Linked DNA regions of Sus scrofa: region 2 is linked to region 1. The links are chromatin contacts, called in public HiChIP or PLAC-seq maps. All regions are on one chromosome and are shown on one strand. The core of a region is the stretch at or near the end of the contact, and the rest is flanking DNA. Distances in the headings are between cores, read along the strand shown. Region 1 holds the start of TMEM5 (transmembrane protein 5). Region 2 holds the start of XPOT (exportin-T).

Region 1 (7,907 bases), core at 1,932-4,431:
CTACAGACACAAATTAAACGTATACGATCTTTTTCTCTATCTCTTTTTTTTAAGGCTGCACCTGAGGTACATGGAAGTTCCTGGGCTAGGGATGAAATCAGAGCTGCAGTCGCTGGCCTACACCACAGCCACAGCAACACTGGATCTGAGCCACTCTGCAACCTATGCCTCAGCTTGTAGCAACACCTGATCCTCAACCCACTGAGCAAGGCCAGGGATGGAACCCACATCCTCAGCTAGTTGGGTTCGTTTCTGCTGAGCCATGATGGGAACTCTAAGCATGTATGATCTTTAAGGTGATGCACTAAAGGTTAGTGACTGAAGGTAGTGTACTCTGGGCTGCCCCAGTCTCATCTAATCCTAATAACCATTTCATCTTTTGCCTAAATTACAGGACTTTTTCATATCCTGTGATAAACCAAAATGGAAAAGAACACTTAAAAAAGAATGTTTATGCATAACTGAATCACTTTGCTGTACCGCATAAATTAACACAATGTTATAAATCAACTATACTTCAATAAAAATGTGTCAAAAAAAAGATTTACAGGACAAAAAAGTCAATAAGGCCAATCATCCTCCACTAAAAAAAATGGCTCTCCCTTTCATCTTTTCCTTATATATTTATAGTATCACCATCCTCTCTACCATGGAGTTCTGAGTCCTTTCTACTGCCCAGAGCTGATTACTTCCTCAGTACTGTCTTAGCTGATTCTAAATAGAGGCATCTTCAAATTCACAATTATCATCAGAGTTTATTTCCATTTTTAAATGTTTCATTTTCTGTTTAAAATATCACTCTAAAGACTCTTTTCCTTCTTCTTTTTAGGGACGCACCTGCAACATATGGAGGTTCCCAGGCTAGGGATCAAATTGGAGCTGTAGCCACTGGCCTAGGCCACAGCCACAGCAATGCCAGATCCAAGCCACATCTGCAACCTACACCACAGCTCATGGCAATGCTAGACCCTTAACCCACCAATCGAGGCCAGGGATTGAACTAGTGTCCTCATAGATACTAGTGAGATTCGTTTCTCCTGAGCACGACAGGAGCTCCCCTCTAAAGACTCTTAACAACAACAACAACAAAAGCCAAATCTGAAATATTTTATTGGGCAAAGGAGGTAAGTGGAAGCAAAAGAAAAAATGATTTCCCAAAAAACATAAAAACCATGAGGTAGGCATTGTTAACCCCATTTTATAGAAAGAGATAAGGTGCCAAGCAACCTGATTTAGTTTTGTATAGCTAATAAACAGTAAAGCTACAACTAGGCTAAAAATAATATCCACAGGGAAGTTTTTAAAAAGACACTTTTTTTTTTCCTAGGAGAAGACTAAAAATGAGAATCTGTAGGCAAAGGGAGGCTTCAGATAGTAACCATTGTCTCGTTTTTAATAAGAAAATATCTTGGTGCCTGCTCGGACAGCACATATACTAAAATTTGAACGATACAGAGATTAGCATGGCCCCTGCACTAGGATGACGCGCAAATTCGTGAAGTGTTCCATATTTTCATCACTTATATGTGGAATCTAAAATACAACACAAATCAACATATCTACAAAACAAAAACAGACTCACAGATATAGAAAACAGACCTGTAGTAGGGAGGAAAAAAGTGGGAGTTTGAGATTAGCAGAAGCAAACTATTATACATAGTACAGATAAAGTTCTACTATATAGCAAAGGAAACTATAGTCAATATCCTGTGATAAAACATAATGGAAAGTAATATGAAAAATAATATATATGTATAACTGAGTCACTTTGCTGTACATCAAAAATTACAAACCATTATAAATCAATTATACTTCGATAAAATTTTAAAAAATATCTTGGTTAGATATGTATAATTATTTCACTTAATGTCCTCAAAAAACTTTGGAAACTTCTTATAATCTGCTTTCACAAACTTACTGCCTTGTTTTAATATCCTCAACTGTGGTACAGTTTTATCCTTTGATGACAGATTTAATTTGGAGGAACAACCATGCCGTACTTGGAGTCAAATTGGAAAATGGATAATTAAGATGTATGATTAAACTCAAGCTTTTTATTATTAGTATATGATATTTTTAAGCAAAAAAAAAATGAATAAAAACAGGTTGAGGGGCCAGAACACAGCTCCTCTAATAGCAATGATGCAGAGCAGAGAACAGACGCAGGATTTCCAGTCCCAGCTCAGCCACTAACAAAGTATATGATTTGAGTCATCACCTCACCTCTCTGAACCTTCATTTCCTTCCAGTCTTAAAATTCTCCTTATCAGATTATCTAGATGTCATTTTAAAAGACAGAGTCCTGACTCTAAGAGCATTAAATTCAGAAAAAGTAAGTTTTTGCTAATTGATGTGTTGGAAATTTTATCCAGAAACGTTAAGACAAAGTAGAGTAATACTGGAGTAGCGTTAAATCTATCAGGATACAGCAACTTGTGGCTCTAACAGTCAACTCCACACTTATATCCCATAAATTTTCTAGCTACCAAGGCTGCCAGACAAATTGAACAGCAATACCAGAAACAGCCAACTGGTGGGGGTGGGGGGTGGGGGGAAGAGCCCAATTTCACAAGGGTTAACATAGAAAATTGATAGACACCATTCAATTTTACAGCCTCTGACAAAAGACTGCATGGCTTGTGCACTGAAGTCACATCATAGCAATAAAACTTAATTTAAAAAGTATTTTGATTTTGGGAAGGTATAGATAATATGATATTTGCTACTCTAACCATTTCTAAGTGTACCATTAAATGAGAATTACATTCACAATGTTGTGCCATTACCCACCTCTTAATTTCTTTAATGGGTTTCTATGTTCATTCACCTGTCAATGCAGCAGACTAGGAATCACATGTTGATCAAAAACTGCAGTGATCCATGCCCTCGTGTGGCCTTCATGAAAAAAGGTGCTGTTTGGGGTTTTTTCCTTTGAGATCAGGTAACAGTGAAGGCATTCTGTACATAGGAAGTTGGGTAGCGTTGAAAGGGTTCCTGGATACCCTTGCAGAGGTCTGGGAGCAGCGATGGGAAGGTGTGGTCTTTCAATGCCCAAGTCTTGAGTCTGTGTCAAGGAGGACCTCAGCGCTCCCGAAGGGGCGGGGCCTAGGGTAGGGAGGAGCCGCAGAGAGGCTTGGGCGGGGCCAGGGGCGGGGCCTGAACCGGGCGAGGGCGGGGCAGAGGAGCGGCGGGCCGGGCCGTTTCTGGTGACGCCCGCCGGCGCCTGGGCCTGCACCGGACGCCGCCAGGGCCGCGGCGCGGAGCGTCCGCTTCAGCTCCGGCCCATCTCCACGGTGGCCTGACGGGAAGCCTCAGTGGGATGCGGCTGACGCGGAAGCGTCTGTGCTCGTTTCTCATCGCCCTGTACTGCCTCTTTTCCCTCTACGCCGCCTACCACGTCTTCTTCGGGGGCCGCCGCCGGACGCCGGCTCCGTCTCTGCGGGGCCTCAGGAAGGGGGCTGTCCCGGCGCGGGAGAGGCGCGGCCGAGGTAGGACACCGGGCAGTGGCCTCCCTCCTCGGCTGCGCGCCCGGACGCGGACGCGCGGCTGCCGGGCGGTGGGGGCCGGGCTAGCAGAGCCGCGTGGCCATCCGACCTGCTCTCTGTCCGGCACTAACCCCCAGGCCCCGGGGTACGCTTTTCCTCGCTCAACTCCAGGTAGCCGGCCCTGGCCTCGGGATTCGGCCCTTGCCCAGATCTAACATGCCCCTCCCACTGGGCTGACAGGTGCGGTCACCTTTAAAACACATCTTAAAAATCAAAGGCGCGCTCACAAAATGTCAGAGGTTGGCGAGAATGCCGCTGGCTTAAAGACATCTGTTTCCATATTGAAACAAAGAGCCTTCTCTAACCCTGCCTTGACTTCAGAAGGCCAGAGAGCTTTATCTCCAAGTTCTTATCCCCTGTTTTGCATTTTGACCTATGGCAGGAGCGGACTCAGGCTTATTTCTCCCTTCTTTCAGAATTTTGCACATACACATCTAAAACTGTTGGACACATAACATGTTCAAGTTAGGCTTTTGTATATAGCTTGCGTTACATATATACAATCTATAAAGAATTGGCACAAGTTAAACTTGTAACTCGCTACACATTACCGTACTCAGTTATCTTATAAGACTTAGAATTTCCTGCCTCGTGTTAATGTTTTATTTCAAGCTCTTTCAGAGTAAAGATTCAGTCAAAATTAAATTCTTATTTCCTTTTTTATTTTGTGTTTAACTTCAAATTCTGTTGCTTTATCTCTGAAAAATCGAAGTTAGGATGTAATTAAACTCCTTAACATCTAATTTAAATAGCTTGAATTTATAGCTGCAGCTGTACCTTGTTGATAACAATTGTTACTCTTTTTGTAGCAGAGCAATCTACTTTGAGAAGTGAAGAATGGAATCCTTGGGAAGGAGATGAAAAAAATGAGCAACAGCAGAGACTTAAAACTAGCCTTCAAATATTAAATAAGTCCACAAAGGGGAAAACAGACTTCCATGTACAAATCTGGGGCAAAGCTGCCATTGGTAAGTTAATGTTTAACACTAAGACTATAAAAAGCACTTTATTAGTATTAAATTCATCTTATTTTAATACATTTATAATTTATTTCATCATCTAAGACATCATGATGCATTTTTTCACTTTTTCTCAATATCCCATTTCCCTTTTCTGTTAAGACAATATCTGTATAAATACAATGCACACATGCACACATATATTCTGTTGTTGGTCTTTAGCAGAGTACAGCTTTATTTGTACATATAAAGAGTGGGTTGTGTAAGTATCATTATGTTAAAATGCCTATGTCAACTGGGTTTTCATGAAACTATGTATTTATTACACACTTAATGCACCAGTATAAGCTATGGCCCCCGCCCTTAATGGCCAAACACATTTGGAAAACATTGAACTGGACAAAGTTAAACAAAGTTCTTTATTTCAGGCCTTTGTCAGAGCCTTTAATATGCCAATGTTCATTGTGAATGTATGAGAAGGGCAGATAGTAAGTAGTTGATTGAACTTGAATGCCCTTAAAAGCATTTTTGCTCTGAGTATCATGAGAGTCTAGTGTTCAATGTATGTAATATGCTCAATTAGAGAATGGAATCCTCAGTGGCAGAAGAGTCAGAAAGAATTTAATGAATTAGAAGGGGCTTTATTTGGCCATTAAACTTGAGTTGGATTTATGGACAGTAAGAGATATGGATTGAAAGTACCAGGTGAAAGGAAACAATAGTAATGCCTGACCTGTGATGTTTCATAAATTCATGGACACCTACATACATATATACAGTCTTGAAGATCACTGCTGATCTGTAAGCTTCCAGTAACTAGACCCAGGCATCCAGTCATCAAGTTCTAGCAACATTTTTCTCTATAAAATCTCTAATATTAATTTCCTTTAAGTTTCCATTTCCCCACTCTAGTTTTTGATTAAATTACTTCTGAACAGGTTTCATGTTTCCAGACTTTTCTCATTTCAAGCCAGTAGGCACAAATGGCCAAATGAGTTTTATCAAACACTGCATTCATCAGCCTATTCTCTAGGCACAGTCATAGTATACCAGTTATGGAACTTCCCATACAAGATGGGAGAAAATGAAAGGAAAATGGAGTTACAGGTTTAAGTGGTTTTGAAGTCCAACCAGGCAAAATCCATTAGGTTTCAAGGGCTGTGTCTCAAAGCTTTACTTCTGGACTTTAAGCTCCACCCTTGGAGTAATCTTTCCATTTTCATGAAGGGTAGCATGTATTTGCAACTCGGTAGTTTTATCAGCCCATTTCCTGCCATTAGGATTTGGGGAGTCCAATAAGCTTATTTCATTTCAACCTCTCTCCCTTTTAGTCCAAGCTGGCAGTGTTTCTGCTAATATAATATTCTTGAGAACCTCATGGGTCTCCTGAGTATGTCACAAAGATTCACTTTACTAGACAAGAGTTCCTTCACAGGTCTTTCCTCCATAATCCCCTGTCTGTCTCCAGTTTCTACTAAGATGGCTAAGAAGATCCGTAAATAAACATCTAATATCTTCAAAAAGCCTTCTCTATGATTGAATATTCTGACCAGGCATTAGTAAAAGGATGTCCACTACATCCTTAGCCTTCTCTCCAGAGCATACTTTTTTGACCGTGAAGCTCCTAATTTTTCACCTCTTTTGCAACCTGAACAGGCTGAGAATTTTCCCAGAACATCAAGTCCTGCCTGGTTCCTTTTCCTTAATGTTTTTTTTCCTTAGTTCCCTCTCTTTTCAACTCTTATTTTAGTGTAATCAGCAAAAAGAAACCAGGCCACAACTTCAACACTTTGCTTAGAAATCTCTTCAGCTAACCATCCAAGTTTATTATTTATAGGTTCTTCTTTCCACATAACTGTGGGACACAATTCAGCTAAATTTTCTTCTGCTATATAGCAAGGATCCCCTTTAGTCTAGTCTCTAGTAACATGTTCCTCATTTCCTTCTGAGCCCTCACCAATAGCATTTTTAGTGTGCATATTTCTACTAACAATAGGTTTATAATGACTTCAGTATGCTCTAAGATGATGTAGGGTTTTTTTCCTACTCTTCTCCTTACTTTCTTCTGAGTTCTCACTAGCTGAATTATTAACATCCATTTTTCTACCTACATTGTTAAAGGCAATCTAATCTAGGCACTCTTTTTGTTTTGGTCTTTTTAGGGCTGCACCCATGGCATATGGAAGTTCCCAGGCTAGGGGTCGAATTGTCCTCAGCCACAGCAACTCGGGATCCGAGCTGCATCTGCGACCTACCCCACAGTTCACAGCAACACCAGATCCTTAACCCACTGAGCAAGGCCAGGGATTGAACCCCCATTCTCATGGACACTATTCAGGTTCGTTACTGCTGAGCCACAATGGGAACTCCTAATCTAGGCATTTTTTAATCACGCTTCTCAGAATTCTTCCAGCCTTTCCCCATTACCCAGTTTCAAAGCCACCTCCAGCTTTTTACGTATTTGTTACAGCAGCACCCCATTTCTAGGTACTATAATCTATAACTACATAGTCATAGTTTCCTTTAGTTGCCATAACCAATTATCGAAAATATAGTGGCTTAAAATAACACATATTTTTAAATTGAGCTATAATTGACATATAACACTATATAAGTTTCAGGTGTACAAGATAATTATTTTATATATGCTGCCAAAGTACCAACACAGTAAGTCTAGTTAACATCCATCACTACACATAGTTTTTTTTCCCTTGTGATGAGAACTTTTAAGATCTACTCTCTTAGCAGCCTTCAAATATGCAGTGCAGTATTATTAACTGTGGTCACCACAAATATCTTACATTTCTGAAGGCAGAAATCTAAAATGTGTCCACAGGCCTATATTCCTTTTTGAGACTCTAGAGGAATATCTGTTTCCCGGCCTTGCACAGCTTCAAGCATTCCTTGATGGCCTGCATTCCTTGACTCATGGCCCCACCTCACTCTGACGTCTGCTTCCTCCTCACACCTCCTTTCCCTTCTTTGACTCTCCTGCCTCCTTCTCATGAGGACACTTGTGATTACACAGGGCCCATCCAGATAATCCAGTGTAGTCTTGCCACCTCAGCATCCTTATCTTAATCACATTTAGAAAGTCTCTTTTCCCAGTAAGTTAACATATTCGCAGGTCCTGGAGATTACATCTTTGGATGTCTTGGCTTGGGGAGGAGCATCATTCAGCCTGCTCTATTTGAGAGGCTTTGCCTGTTTGGCCAAGTCATTAAGCAAAGGGTTTTTTTTTTGTTTGTTTTGTTTTGTTTTTTAATGTGTCTTTTAGTGCCAGGGTATAATGAGAAGAGAACAAAACACATCTTTAATTGAAACTCAAACAGGGTTTCCCGATTCCTCATTGTCTCCAGATTACCTTATTGTATGAGACTGCTGTCCTCCACTCTGGGATTTC
Region 2 (7,907 bases), core at 2,162-4,661, 430 kb after region 1:
AAGACATCAGACTTCTTTCTCTTTTCAGTTTTTTGAACTTATAAAATGATTATTTTGAACTATTTCCAAAAGGCTCTTTTTATGAATGCTCACTATATTTCAAGATTTCAACAGTCTGTCTCACATCAGGAAATTGCAAGTAACAAGTATATTAAAGGAGTTCGCAAAATATCTAATGGAATATTTTATTCTACAGCTTCCTGCTAATGATAATCTTTAAACATCAGTTCTTAAATTCATTTTTACCATGGTAACTTCCAGCACAACCAGAAGTTGAGGAAACATTCCGGTATTGAAACAAAGAGGAGAAAGTTATGACCTTCCAAAGTCCTCCTCAGGTATTGAGTCAGTTTTTTATTTTATTTTTGTCTTTTGTCCTTTTAGGGCCGCACTCACGGCATATGGAGGTTCCCAGGCTAGGGGTCTAATAGGAGCTGTAGCTGCTGGCCTACACCACAGCCACAGCAACGACAGATCTGAGCCACGTCTGCGACCTACACCACAGCTCACAGCAATGCCAGATCCTTAACCCACAGAGCGCGAGGTCAGGGATCCAACCCACATCCTCATGGTTCCTAGTTGGATTCATTTCCACTGCATCATGACGAGAACTCCGAGTCAGTATATTTTAATCATTGGTCCTTCCCCAAACAGGTATGGTCTCCTCGCAAAGCGAAAGCTCCGAAATAAGGGCTCTGCCCATAGTTTTGCTGCTGAGTCAAGACAGGAACAGAGGGCTCCCTGCCAGGTCTGTTCTTTGTCTAAAGACTCACGCTTGCATCTTTAATCAGGATTCACTGCTAAGGTTTCCAATAAACACCACTCACACCACTCAAAAAGACTCACTTTTTTAAACCATGCTTTCTACATGTTTAAAAAATACACATAAACTTTTTGTTTTGCTTTTTAAAGAAAACCATTTAAATGTTCTAAATAGCAAAGTAGCTGAAGAACATGGGACTGTTTTATATTGCAACACAAAAATTTTCCCAAGTTCTTAAGAAAATGGAGAGTTAATCATGAAGTTACAGCATGTTGATATCACAAATACTGCAGTACCAAGAAAACTGTAAGGTATTTGCAAAGTTAAAAATTTACATCTGGAACCTATACTTGCTGTACATGCAAGTAAATTATTAAGTATTAAAGTTAACATACCATTTTCAGAACATTCACTCCAAAGTGACAGGTCACCTGGGAGCCTGAACAGTGCATGAGAAAGTTTCACAGTATAAATTGCTCTGTGGATCAATTTCAAAGCACAGCCCTCAGGCTCACCTATACAGGCTGGGGTCCATGCAGAACTAATCGCTTTACATAATAAGAGCCACTTCACAGAACCCAAGTCGGAGACAGTGATAGCCTAATGCATATTCTTAGGCATAGCCAGTTCTACTTACATAATATCAGCCATGTATAACTTAAACTACAGTAGCAGATTTCTTCACTGAGCTCTATAAGCAGGCTTTAGGAAATCCAACTGAACCCTCTCAGACTGTATACAAAATTATATTACATATATATTTTTCTGGGGAGTGAGGCCACAGGTGTCATCAAATTCTCATAGGTGAGCTTAAAAAAAAACCCTAAGAATCATGGCATGGCGATCAGTCACCATTCTTCAGGGGGTGGAGGAATCTAAAAACACTAAAACTGCCAGCAAATTAGCCACATTCAATTTAACAGCCAGAATCCATTTTCATATATACATAATAATATGTAAATTACATAATGTATAATATGTAAATTATAAAACAGCTACGATTTTTATAAATCATATGGATACAAACACAATCTAACAGTTCAAAGGTAGGTATTCTGATGTGGGCTCTGTCACCTACCCACACAACTGCACACCCACAATTTGCCAACCTATACAAAGGGGAATAATAACACTGCAACACTAATTGTAAATTTACGAGAAGTGCCACTGTTAAAAGGGGAGGAAAGATGCACAAGGTGAAACTATTTCGCCAGTTTTGGCCAATAAGTCAAAATACCAAAAAACAAGTTAATCGAAAAACTACAGCAAAGTTAAGATCTCAGAAAGCCCTGCTCCTTGAGTGTTTACTTAAAGCTAGATGTACATAGTCACCTTCAGGCAATATGAGGAAACTGAGGGGGGAGGGGGCGCCTCGAAATGGAATCAGCACTCGATTGTACATTTCTAATTTTATACTGTATATATGTGTCCTTCATTCACACCAGACCCTGTGCCTCTGATATTCAAGGGCCGAAAATAGGCCAAAGAACCAAAACAACTCTAAAAGCTCTGGGATTCATAATATTGGTAATTATAAATAGTAATTTTTGTATGTATAACCCTTGGCCGTCATTTACATTATTTCCTTCTGATCTACTCATACTAATTGGTTCTACTAGTGAAAATCTGCTGAATAAGCTCATCTTATTTCCAGGGGCAAGATTTATCACGGGATGATAAGAATGTTTGCCATTTTCCCTGTAAGGCCCTTCATGCTAGTGTTAGGCATATCTCTTGCCGTTCCTGCCCAGTATTCATTTATTTCTTCATTCATTAAATATTTATTGAAGATCTACAAAGAGGGGTTAGGATTCCACTTACAACTCTCCGGGGACTTAACCTTAAGAGGATAGACAATAGTGTTCATTAACTCTAATTAGGTTGTACTGCCAACTTTTGCTCCCCTGACCGCATTGTCACTGGTTAGAAGAGCGAGGGCACAGAGTTTGTTTAACTTCTCATTTATGGCACCAATCCATGCATGAATAAAATGGATACAGCCATCGGTTTGGAGCACAGCCTTGCAAAGAGCATCCACCCAATCCGCCAATCTATCTGCAGCGGAGGCCGGTGGGCGGGGTTTGTGGAAGCCGAGGGAAGGAAGGGATTCGTGGGAGGAGACCTGGAAGTGCCGAGTTGAGCCTGCGGCTAGGAGTGACAGACACAGGGAACCCAAGCCACTGCCGATCGGGGAATATATTCCCTTTCTTTCCTCCTCAAGGGGCATAGGGGGCGGGGCGGAGGTACCTAGTTTCTGCCCCAGGTAGGTGAGGCTGTGATAGACCTTCTCGGCCGCAGCCAGGTGGGCCAAGGCCGCCAGCAGCGACAGCCAGCTGCCCCCCGCGCTCTTGTTGGCCTCCCGTTCCTTCTCCACATTGTCCTTGGCCTTGTCGTAAGAGAAGATACCCAGGTGAGAGAAGAACGTCTCCAGCACCGCCTGTTCCACCGGGACCGGGGCGGCCAGCGGGATAGACTCCCCCATGCGAACTGCGCTCCAGCTCCACCCACGTGGCTCTCCTCTCCCTCGCACTTCCGGGTTCTCAGGGAACGTGCGCACTAGCGTGCGTGCGCGTGACCGCCGCAAGCGGCGGGTTCGTGAGCGCGCTGCCGCCTGGGCTTTAGAGAGAAACTCTGTTAAGGGCCGAGGCGAGAGAGAGGTGGCCACTCCTCATCTCTTGAGTGACTTCTGCGCTTCGTTCCCGCAGCTCTGATTATTCGGACCCTCAGGCCAGAGCGCGAGGCTGCCAACTCGCTGCTCTGTGGAGCTGACGGCGTTCTGAGGTGAGCTGAGAAGCCCCTCCCTGCAAGACTGCGTCAGTGCCTATGACGTCACGTTTCCGTGACGTCAGTAGTTCTTAACATCTGGCCGGGGCTCCGCAGGCCGGTGATACGCGAAGCGAGAATGCGAGACGCGAGTTTGGAATTGTGCTGGCTTTCACAAAAACAAGTCTGTAGTCCTCATTGTTTTTAATCCAACTCCATTAAGTGGTTTCTAGATTAGAAGCCCCACGTGGGTAAATTTATCCCCTTGTCTGATTTTCATCCAGTCACACGTGGTGGTTAATGTTCGCCTTGGTTCCATTTGTTGTAGTCATCTCGGAGTCGTGCTAACGAAAGGGCTTACAAGCAGAGCTGCTCCTTAAGCTTGGCCATTCTTCCCACACTATTAGGCTTCCTTAAAGAGTTATCATCATGAGGGTTACATTAATGTAACGTCTGTTAAAGGATCTGAATTGATACTTTGTCACTAAGATTAATTACAAATCCCTCTGACGTTTAGGAAACACCGTAAACTCGGCTCATAGATAGGTCCTCTACCTGAAACACTCCCCACCGCTCGCAGAGTTCGCAGTTTTTACCTTTCTCTTTCCTTGTACATGCTTATTTATTTTATGCCGTTTAGTCATGTTGTATTTAATCACATGTATTTGCGTGTTTCTTTTTCCTACTAAGTGGTGAACTCCCTAAAGCAGAATCTAGGGTTCATCCACCTTTGTAATCTTTTCATCATGGCTGACACAATGATGTTTGTTGGACAAATGAAGGAATTGCCTATTTTTTTTTCTTTTTTGTTAAATGAAATCTGTTATGCCATCATTACCTGTTAATGCAAACGCCATAATAGGATTTTAGTGAACATATAGTATACATGTTCCTTGCTGTTAAGAATATAATTAAGATAAACTCTTTTACTGTGATACTGTTGCTGCAATTTTGGCCTCTGTCAGTGCCAAATAGAGACTCGAGACAAGAGTTTTTGGTGAAGGAGAAAAAAAAATAGCTTTTATTGCTTTGCCAGGCAAAGGAGGCCACATCAGGCTAATGCCTTAAAGACTGCCCTCCTTTGGGAAGGGAGTTTTATAGTAAAAATGAGAAAGGTTTTTAGATAGGAATCAGGATTGGGGCAGACACGCATTCTTCTTTCTTAGGGGGAATCTTAGTCATCAAAGCTGGCATCAGGAGATCTCAGCATGATCGTGATGGTGGTCTTCTGAGTTATTGCCTAGAATAACAGTACTTGCAAAAAGGGATATTGATCAGAGATTAGAACAAACACAGGAATTTCCTGAAAAACCGTGTGCCAATAATCTTTAACACACAGACATGCTCAGGGTAGTTGGGTTCAGAGTGCAATTAAGCCAGGGAGAAAGACAAGGAAGGACTCTAAACTCTTCAATTTTAAAGTCTTCATTTCTAAAAGAAGCATAAGGAATATAACTTTTCTCTTAGGTGTGTAAGATGCCTGCATCATTTTATATATATATATGTATATCCCTTGAGACGGAACCAGGATTCTGCCCCAAGGCTGTCCTTTTGTTGCTTGACTCTTCCTCCATTGTCTTTGCATCCCCTTTCTTCCCTGATAAGCAACTGTCTGAACCTGTCCCTTGTAACTCAGGGAAGGCCATGGAGGCTGAATGAGGCCGATTTCCTAAGAACAAGAAATGGGGAACACAGAAAGGCATTTGTGCCCAGGAGCCCCACAGGGCCCTGCTCAGTTTCAATACAAGGCAGAATTTTATATGTTATAAAGGTGGAAAAAGAGGCAGCGATAGTATCTTTTTGGGAGGATCAGGGAGGATTTCTGGAAGAGAATGTGATGGTTCTTGATGAATGAGTAGAAGTCAGCAATCAAAAAAGTTGTAGTACCAGCGCCAAAACCAATACAGAGGAAAAGTGTTATAAAAGTCATAAACATACTCAAATAATATAAGAATTCTGTGGATGGTAAAGGTGGCATCATAAATCAATGCAGAAAGGAAAACTTACTCAATTAACAGTAAAGGAGACGTGATTATGGGGGGGGGGACACTTTTACCCTGTATCCTACAACACAAAATAATTACATGTGTAAAAGCAAAACCCTAAACTCGAGAGAAATACAAGTGAAAATTTAATTGATCTAGAAATAGAGAAGAATCTAATTACAAAAGAATTAAGAATTGGAAAAAATTACAAAGCAAGAGATTGACTTGACTGAGAAAATTTCAAGAAATTGCCAACTTGGGGTGGGGGTGAGGGTGGGAGGATATTTGTAGCATATGTCAAAGGTTTGATGTGCTTAAAATATCAAGATCTAGTAAACACAGAAATGCAGATTAAAAAATTCTATTTTTGACCTATCAGATTTTTTAAAAACTTTTTTTAAAGTGCTGGTAAACATGCAGTGACTCTGTTCTTATACCTTGCAGATGGGAGTATAACTTGGTATGATCTTCCTAGAAAACATTTGGCAATATATATTAAGGTTAAATGAGAGTATATGCTGTGTCTAAAACTCTAGGAGAAAGTAGATGCTTGATAAATATTGGTAATGTTAGCACTGAGAACTATGTCTAGTGACTTATGATGGAGCATGATAATGGGAGAAAAAAGAATGCATACATATATGTGTAAATGGGTCACCATGACATACAGTAGAAAAAAAATTGTATTGGGAAAAAAACAATAAAAAATAATTTAAAAAAAATTTCATAGAATAATGGAAAAAATGTATTAGTAATATTTATTGTTACTATTATCATTGTTTTTATCATTCGCATAATCATACCTTTTAACCAGCAGAACACCTAGAATAATGCTTTGAACTTATCAACTTTAATAATAGTTACTTTACCAGCAAAAACAAGTTTATCCAGGAATAGCCAAAGGAATTGCAATTCAGTTATGGGAACAATGGTGGACAAATCCAGAGAATATGGGAGGGGAGCTTGCTTTTACAGAGAAAAGGGTGGCCTTGGTAGGGGCTGTCATAACTAAAGAGTTCATTGGAGGAAGCTGGGAGTCCAAAGTATGGAGGATTCTCATTGGTTGGGGTGCTGCAGTCTCTGATTGGCTGGGCTGTGGCTGACCAGAAAGATGTTTTTTCCTACCTGTTGGGTATTAAAGTAGGCAGTACCTTCCTGTGGGAGAGATGTGGGGGATGTCTCTTCCAGTTTGGAGTAATTGATGATGCAGAGCTGTGAGACTCTCCCTGCAGACACATCCTGACTCTGATTTTATTTATTTGTTTTAAAATTTTTACTGAAATATAGTTGATTTAAAATATTGTGTTACCTTCAGGTGTACAGCAAATTGATTCAGTTGAAAAAATATATATATATATTCTTTTTTTACATTCTCTTCTATTATAGGTTATTACAAGATATTGAATCTATGCAGTAGGTCCTTGTTGATTATCTATTTTATATATACTAGTGTACATATTTTAATACCAAGTTCCTAATTTATCCCTCCCCCCCTTCTCCTTTGGTAACCCTAAGTTTGTTTTTTATCTGACTCTGATTTTAGCTGAGGCTTCTTTAATTCCACAAGCTTAATAGATGTTTGCTAAATATTTGATTGGCTGATAACCTTGTCTCAAGAATTTTATAGGAAAAGATTTTTTTTTTTTAAGGGCCACACCCACGGCATGTGGAGGCTCCCTGGCTAGGGTTGAATCGGAGCTACAGTTGCAGGCTTACACCACAGCCACAGTAATGCAGGATCCAAACCATGTCTGCAACCTATACCACAGCTCACAGCAACACCAGATCCCTGACCCACTGAGCAAACCAGGGATTGAACCCTCTACCTCATGGTTACTAGTCAGATTCGTTTCCACTGAGCCACAATGGGAACTCCAGGAAGAGATGTTGAGTTAATGACATGACGAGCTGGTAAAACATTCATGTTACAAAGGTGCAAGTTACTTAAATGGATGGTCGTCTGGTTCGGCCCATAAGAAGGACGCTTTGAACAGTAGCAATAAATTTTTGGCATTGATGATATTTTGGCAATCTATTGCTGCATATTAAATAACCCCAAAATTGAGTGGCTTAAAAACAATAAAAATCATGTGTTCTCTCACACAGTTACATGAGTCAGGAATTCAAGAGTGGCTCAATTGGCATTTCTGTTTCAGTGTTTCAGAAGGTGGCAGTCGATGTTGGCTAGGCCTGTCGTCATCTGAAGACTTGTTTGAAACTGGAGAATCTGTTTTCAAGGTGGCTTCCTTACATGTTCAGCAGGTTGGCACAGGCTTTTGGCCACATGGGCCTCTCCACAGGATGGCTTGAATGTCCTCTTCACAGCATGGCCCCTGGCTTATCCTGGAGCAAGTGATCAATCTGATGGACCAAAGCAGAAGCTGCGGTGCTTTTTT

Evidence for each region. HiChIP or PLAC-seq counts read pairs in DNA pulled down with a chosen protein or histone mark.
Region 2: an H3K27ac HiChIP or PLAC-seq map of skeletal muscle shows a contact between it and region 1, with 8 times the contacts expected there. The contact joins the promoter of XPOT here to the promoter of TMEM5 in region 1. A contact is called at or near these places in 2 of 5 promoter capture datasets (fetal liver and liver) and 2 of 2 datasets of contacts at active chromatin or transcription factors (alveolar macrophages and skeletal muscle).

Annotation. Positions count from the first base shown.
Region 1 is chr5:28,244,228-28,252,134 of Sscrofa11.1, forward strand. It overlaps TMEM5 (transmembrane protein 5), which reads left to right and starts at 3,182. Exons shown (of 6, transcript XM_005663949.3): 1 at 3,182-3,488; 2 at 4,358-4,513. The coding sequence starts at 3,320.
Region 2 is chr5:28,675,560-28,683,466 of Sscrofa11.1, forward strand. XPOT (exportin-T) reads left to right here and starts at 3,412. Exons shown (of 29, transcript XM_021091942.1): 1 at 3,412-3,544. It overlaps C5H12orf66 (UPF0536 protein C12orf66 homolog), which reads right to left and starts at 3,536. Exons shown (of 3, transcript XM_003126348.4): 1 at 3,011-3,536. The coding sequence starts at 3,245.